2 separate regions of the Sus scrofa genome follow, and region 1 is linked to region 2. The links are chromatin contacts, called in public HiChIP or PLAC-seq maps. All regions are on one chromosome and are shown on one strand. Each heading gives the region's core, a stretch centred on a gene start, on an enhancer-like site or on the middle of the called end of the contact. The rest is flanking DNA. Distances are from core to core; before and after follow the strand shown. Region 1 overlaps VGLL4 (transcription cofactor vestigial-like protein 4). Region 2 overlaps HRH1 (histamine H1 receptor).

Evidence for each region. HiChIP or PLAC-seq counts read pairs in DNA pulled down with a chosen protein or histone mark.
Region 1: an H3K27ac HiChIP or PLAC-seq map of alveolar macrophages shows a contact between it and region 2, with 7 times the contacts expected there. The contact joins two enhancer-like sites. A contact is called at or near these places in 4 of 47 Hi-C or Micro-C datasets (brain, embryonic fibroblasts, heart right ventricle and 1 more) and 2 of 2 datasets of contacts at active chromatin or transcription factors (alveolar macrophages and skeletal muscle).

What each region holds. Positions count from the first base shown.
Region 1 is chr13:67,776,867-67,780,300 of Sscrofa11.1, forward strand. All of the region lies in intron 2 of VGLL4 (transcription cofactor vestigial-like protein 4), which reads right to left. Among named protein-coding and RNA genes, the nearest start is that of VGLL4, 95 kb to the right of the region's middle. Within about 2 kb of position 1,990, at least 70 of the 83 cell types and tissues checked have an H3K27ac peak or open chromatin away from gene starts, as enhancers often do. A contact at or near this core is called in alveolar macrophages, where this site is marked.
Region 2 is chr13:67,231,466-67,234,516 of Sscrofa11.1, forward strand. The region is part of intron 1 of HRH1 (histamine H1 receptor); the gene reads left to right. Among named protein-coding and RNA genes, the nearest start is that of HRH1, 24 kb to the left of the region's middle. Within about 2 kb of position 1,431, at least 2 of the 83 cell types and tissues checked have an H3K27ac peak or open chromatin away from gene starts, as enhancers often do. A contact at or near this core is called in alveolar macrophages, where this site is marked.

The DNA.
Region 1 (3,434 bases), core at 740-3,239, 550 kb after region 2:
AATTTTTTTAGCTAGCTGCAATATGTTAATTTCACATGAAACAGGCCCAGTCCACTGCTGCTTAGACCACTGTAAAGTCTGCCTTTTAAGTGAGTGACTTCAGAAGCAGCAGATTCAGAGAAAGCAATTCACCAAAATTCGCATTCCTGGAACAAGTAGGAGTTAAAAAAAAAAAACTTCAAAAAACAACTTTGAAAGATGAGATTCTTATCTACAGAGTTAAATAAAAAACAACATGAATGAGGGTGTTTTTTTTTTCCCTTGAAGGATAAAGGGTAAGTTTTCAACTGCTTAGGCAACAGGCCCAAAGTTTTTACGTGAAAAGATACAACTACGTCAGATAACCCTTCCAAGTTTCCCCAGTGTTTTCTTTTTCAAGAAAAATGCGAAGAGAAAAACATGAAAACTTCTCCTGCTGAATCAGAGAGGAGATGCCACCTCGATTTGTATGTGGTTACAACAAAAAAACACTCCCCCTGCCAAGCCCAAGCTGAATTCCCCTGTCTCCAGCGACTCAGACTCAGACCATTACCACTTTTTCAAATCGCACGTAGATGAAGTTTCAACAGATTAAGGAACCGCTTTTTCTCTCCTTGCTACTAACAGACAGCCTGAAATACTACAGGACAGTGGGGAAATACCTCACGGTTAGCAGGAGGTAATAAACAGTAAGAATTCAGGGCTCTTTTTTTTTTTTTTTCTTTTCTTCCCTTTTTTTTTTGGATTTAGCTTTCTGGTTGGTGCGTTGTGCAATCACTTCCACAAGGGACCAGAGTGTGGAGGAACTGTGGAGGAACATCGTTCAATGTCAGAACTCTCCCAGAGCTGAACAGGAAATGGTAAATCAGACAAAGAGCCAGTCTGTGCTCTGTGACATGGGTGCCCTCCCAGTCCCCCAAACTGAATAGAAAAATTCTTCATTGTTTGGGACAATCGCTCCCGAAAACAAAAACTCACTGTAACTTTCTGTTCCCCTCTACAGGAAAATGCAAAGTGCTTGCTGGCTGTTGGAATACAACAGGAATACTGTATGTAGATGGTGTGTGTTTAAAATGAGTATCAAAAAGAGAGAGAGAGAACCGGACATGTTTCACTTTTTACTTGGGTCCTAGAAGTTCTTCCTCTAAAAAAACACCAACGGAAATAAAAAAAAGAAATACACTGTAAAAACGCTAAAAGAGTGAAAAGTTAGTATGTAGCAAGCATAAAGCAAACTTTTAACAATGTATATTTCAACACCTCCCCGCCCCGCCCCCGCCCTCTCCACTGTAACCCCTGAAGCCTCTGATCAAAACAACAAACTTTGTCCTGAAACAGCACCTAAGAACCGCTCTCCTTTCAAGGCATGCTAAGGTCCCAAGAAAGAGAACAAAATGCACAGAAGTCCATCAGGACCGGAAAGGAGGAGTGGCCTTGACCAAAGCAACAGGGTAGCAATTTCTAGAAGGGAACGTCTACCTTCATAGCACAGAATGCCGATATTGTTGTTCATCTTGTCCAAGTACTGGTAGTTCAACAGGTCCATCTTCATAAATAGCATTTATTGGGCTAGCGCAGAAAACCAGCTCTTTGCTTTCGCCCTGAAAGAGTACGTTTCAAAAAGCAATTATTGCTGAGTAGCTCCTGGCTCTTCTCTTGAAACTTCACAAAGACGGAGGCCCAGCCTCAGCTGATCAAAACAAAGTAAGCTAAAAAAAAAAAAAAAAAAAGAAAGAAAGAAAGAAAAAAGAACGCACTCGCAAAAAATTGAACTGCAGAAAACCCTTCAAGGGTTTATTTGTAGACGGTACACGTCCTGGATCCTCAATCAAGCATTTAAAAATCGTTTCAGAAGTCCTGATGAAGCTTTCTTCGACGTAAGGAAGGAGCAAGGAAGAAAACCACGAAGCACATTTCCTAGGACAAAGCGGCGCCCGCGTCCCTCACAGCCCGCTGCAAGTCCGCGGCGCCCACACGCCACTATGCCTGGTATGACTCGTATGCAAATGAGCTTCCTCTTCCCAGCGGGAGGGAGCACAGAGCATGCTCACTGCATCCCCGGGGCTCCTCAAATGTCAGGGATATTTTCTGCACAAGATCAGGCTCTAAATGTATTAAGTGTTTGAAAGAAAAAGAGGAGGTGGAGAGTCCGCACAGAGAGAGAGGCTGGGGCAGGGCTGCTCTGGACAGGAAGCAGCCCTGCCACTGAGAGACCGTAGGAGGAAAAGAAAACCCAGGAAGTTGCTTTTTCAGGACCTGAGTAAAAAGTCAAAAATCCTTCATGGAAGCAAACTTCCATGGAATTTAACTCTGGTGTAGCTTCACTTTGGGGCTTCAGAAACTCTTAACTGTTTTGCTGTGGGACACATACCACACATTTTATTCTTTTTTTTTTTTTTCTTTCTTTCTCTTTGAAAAGTTATTTTACAATGTCCATTTACACTTTCACTGTATATTTAAAATGCTGATGCCATGTTATATATACCTTCCCTCACAACCCTCATAAACAACTCACATAAACTGGGCAGGGATGGTATCACTTTTTACAGCAGCAGAAACTGAGGCTCACAGGGATTAAATAATGGTCTGTGGCTCCCAAAATAGTTGCCAGAACTACATTTAGAGTGTCTTATTCACTAATATTATAACCTTCTAAAAAATGAGGGGAAGAGAAAGAGAGAAGCTTAAACAAGTAAGAATATGTATCCAAGACAGAAAGCCTACTGGAAATGATGGGGGGGGGGGTGGGGATAAAATTATTTTCACTTTGCATATAGGAAAGCTGTTCTGTCTGTGTATTGGAGGCCAATAGAGTAGCATAGCACCATGTCACTCCTGACAGGAAGGGCTGGGAGCTTAAACTTCATATAACCAGTATCCAGTGCAAGCGGTGCTTAGCGAACAAGTAAATCGCTGAATGTTCAGAGCCTTCAGCACAGGAAAAACTTGCTAACAAAGTAAGGGGGAAAATAGTTTTATCTTTGGAGATGGTAGTTAGCTTTTGGCATTGTAAATAGACTAATCACCATAGGAAATGTTTCTATACTGATACTGTTGTATGCTATCAGGAAATTCAGAAAATATCAAGGGGTGTGCTATACTATAAACCAAAAACTTACAAATTTTTTTTTCCCTTTTTTCAGCCACCTCCCGGGGGCATATGGAAGTTCCTGGGCTAGGGACTAAATCTGAGTGGGAGCTGTGACCTACACCACAGTTGCAGCAATGCCTAACCCACTGGGCAGACTAGGGATCAAATCAGGGCCTCCACAGAGACAAGCTGGATCATTAACACACTGTGCCACAGCAGGAACTCCAAAACCGGCAATTTTAATACTCTAAAGAACCGAGTAAATAATGTCAAGGGTTTATATGTAAAAAGATTAGCAACAGTTGCATCTTGGGTAATAGGCATGTTCAGGACAAGTTGTTCAAATCAAATCTTACTTGGAGAT
Region 2 (3,051 bases), core at 181-2,680:
GCCCGGCTGGACCACCTGGCCTCCCAGAAAGGAACCTGCAGGAGACAGAGCCCATTTGATTCAGGCTTTTCCCTGTGACTGGTCCTGTTCTAGGTGCTTTACCTGCATTGATCTTCAACCTCACTGTAGCAACACAAGAACCACTTCCTATGTATATAGAAGGGGCTCACACGTGACAAAAATATAAAACCTTCCTCTTATATGAGGTCCCTGGAGTAGCCAAAATCATAGAGACAAAAGCTAAAATGGTGGGTGCCATGGCATGGGGGAGGGGAAATAGGGAGTTGGTGTTTAATGGGGGCAGAATTTCAGTTTGGGAAGATGAAAAAGTTCTAGAGATGGATGGTGGTGATGATAGCACAACGTGAAGGTACCCAATGCACTTGAACAGCACACTTAAAAATGGTTAAAGTGGTAAAATTTGTGTTATGTATATTTTACCATAATAAGAAATATATGTGTGAGTGAATCAACTAAGAGATGAGCAAATGAATAAAAGCATAAGTGAATAAATGAATGCATAATCACAGTAACAATATTTACTGAATACTTAGAGTCTAAATACAAAGTGTGTTTCAACACATAAGTATTTTTGTCAAGTGTACAATGTGCTCAGCCCTGCAGGAGGCTCTTGGGACACAGCAGCGAGTAAGATCTTTACCATGATAGAGATGACATTTTGTGGCAAAGCTAGTGAACAAGGAATATTAAAATGTCAAATGGTGGTATGTGCTATAAAGAAAAAAATAAGGCAAAGTGAAAGGATAAAAAAATGGCTTGGAGGAGTTCCCTTTGTGGCTCAGCAGAAATGAATCTGACTGGTATCCATGAGGATGCAGGTTCGATTCTTGGCCTCACTCAGTGGGTTAAGGATCCGGTGTTGCCATGAGTGGTAGTGTAGGTTGAAGACATGGTTCAGATCCTGCGTTGCTGCAGCTGTGCAGCAGGCTGGTGGCTACAGCTCCGATTCAACTCCCAGCCTGGGAACCTCTATATGCTGTGGGTGTAGCCCTAAAAAGAAAAAAAATTTTGGAGGAAGACAGGGAGCTCTTTCAAATGGGCATAGGCTAGTAAGGCTCCTCTGAGAGGTGGTATGTTGGCATTACTAGCTTGATCCTCACCACCCATTAGGTAGATGCTGTGATCATACCCATTTTGCAGATGAGGCATATGAGGCTCAGGGATTGCTCAGGGTTGCACAGCAAGAAAGTGGTCCGGTTTGGAATTGAACCTGGGTCTGTTGGAGCCCAGCTCTGGAGCTCTTAACCATGCTGTGAATAAGCATGGGAATGATGGAACATCTTGGCTCACACCCTGTAGGCGCATTCTTCACCTCTTTGAGAGCCTGGGGGCTAAGTCCCAGAGCTTGCCTGGTCCCTTCCCATGCTACCATGAGGCAGCAACAAGAGATGCCCAAGTATTCATGTGTCCAGCAGGTGGCGCTGCTGCCTGATTCAGAAGCCCCAGCCCTGCAGATCTGCCTGTACCAGGCTGAGAAGGGACCAGCCTGAGTGATGGTAGCCCCCCAGACATTCCAGATAAAGATGAGAAGCCTCCTGTAGTATTGCTGTCGCCCTCCCTGTCAGACAAGCCAGATTTAGAATGTGGGTCTTACTGATGAGTACCTCTGGTCATATGCTGAGTCTTTGCTTCCTCCTCTGAAGATGGGGTTAAAAAATCCCTTCCTCATAGATTGTTGGGAAAATTCAAGGAGCCCATGTATTCATCCATTCAAATTAATTTCTTGAGAACTTCCTATGTTCCAGGCTCTGGGGATTCAGCAGGGATCAAAGCCAACAAAAACCCTTGCCCTGGGAGAGGTCCTGTTTCAGTAGAGAGAGAGAGAGTAAACAAGAGAAATAAGACCTATTAAATTGAGGGAGAAATAATAATAAAGCAGAGGAGGCAGATGGGAAGCATGTAGTCAGGGGGTTAAACATTAAGAGGTGCCTGGGAACACCTTCCTGAGAAAGTGATGTTTGAGCAGATAGGGTGAGGTAGCAAAAACATAGGGATAACAGGAACAGCATCCTGGCAGTAGGAAGAGCAAGGGCAAAGGGCTGAGGGGAATCTTACTTGGCATGCTGGAATAATAGCAGGGAGGCAGAGCAGGTACCAGACAGTGAAGAGCTTTCTAGGTCCTGGTGGGAAGAACCAGGCTTTCACTCCAAATGAGATGGAAGGCCAAGAAAGTTTTCAACATGGAATGCCAGGACTCTTAAATAGTAACAGGGTCAGAGTTCCCATCATGGCTCAGTGGTTAACAAACCCAACTAGTATCCATGAGGATGTGGGTTTGATCCCTGGCCTCATTCAGTGGGATGGCGTGGCCGGAGCTGTGGTATAGGTTGCAGACGCCGCTCGGATCCCACATTGCTGTGGCTGTGGTGTAGGCTGGCAGCTGTAGCTCTGATTCAACCCCTGGCCTGGGAACCTCAATATGTTGCAGTGTGGCCCTAAAAAGACACACACACACACACACACACACACACACACACACACACACACACACACACGCAAATAGCAATAGGATCTTTCTAGCCATTTGATAAGGAAAGAGCATGACCCATGGGAGATGCTTAATAAATGGTGGCCATTTGTACATAAGGACAACCTAAATTATGCTGGGTAACAAATAATCTCACATCTCAGCAGCTTAAAGCAACAAAGATTTATTTCTTGTTTACACTACATGTCCAACAAAGCACTGGCCCAGGTGGGTGGGGGCCCTTCACTCAGGCATCCAGCTGATTAAGGGCCTGCCCATTTATGACATGGATGTTTCAATACAGGGCTTCAGGGTTACTGAGCCAGGGAAAGCAAGTGGTGAAAAGCTGAGCAGCAGCAGTAGCAACTAGATGCTTCTGACAAGAAACGACATACGGCACTGCCTCTCACTGGCTAATTCATTGATCACAATGAGTCACAGGCCCATGTCCAGCTTCAAGGGTGCATTAGTCAGGGTTCTCTAGAGGAACAGAACAGTAGGAGATAAATAGCTATCTATCTACCTTACATCTACATCCATCTTATCTCTATCTGTCTATATCT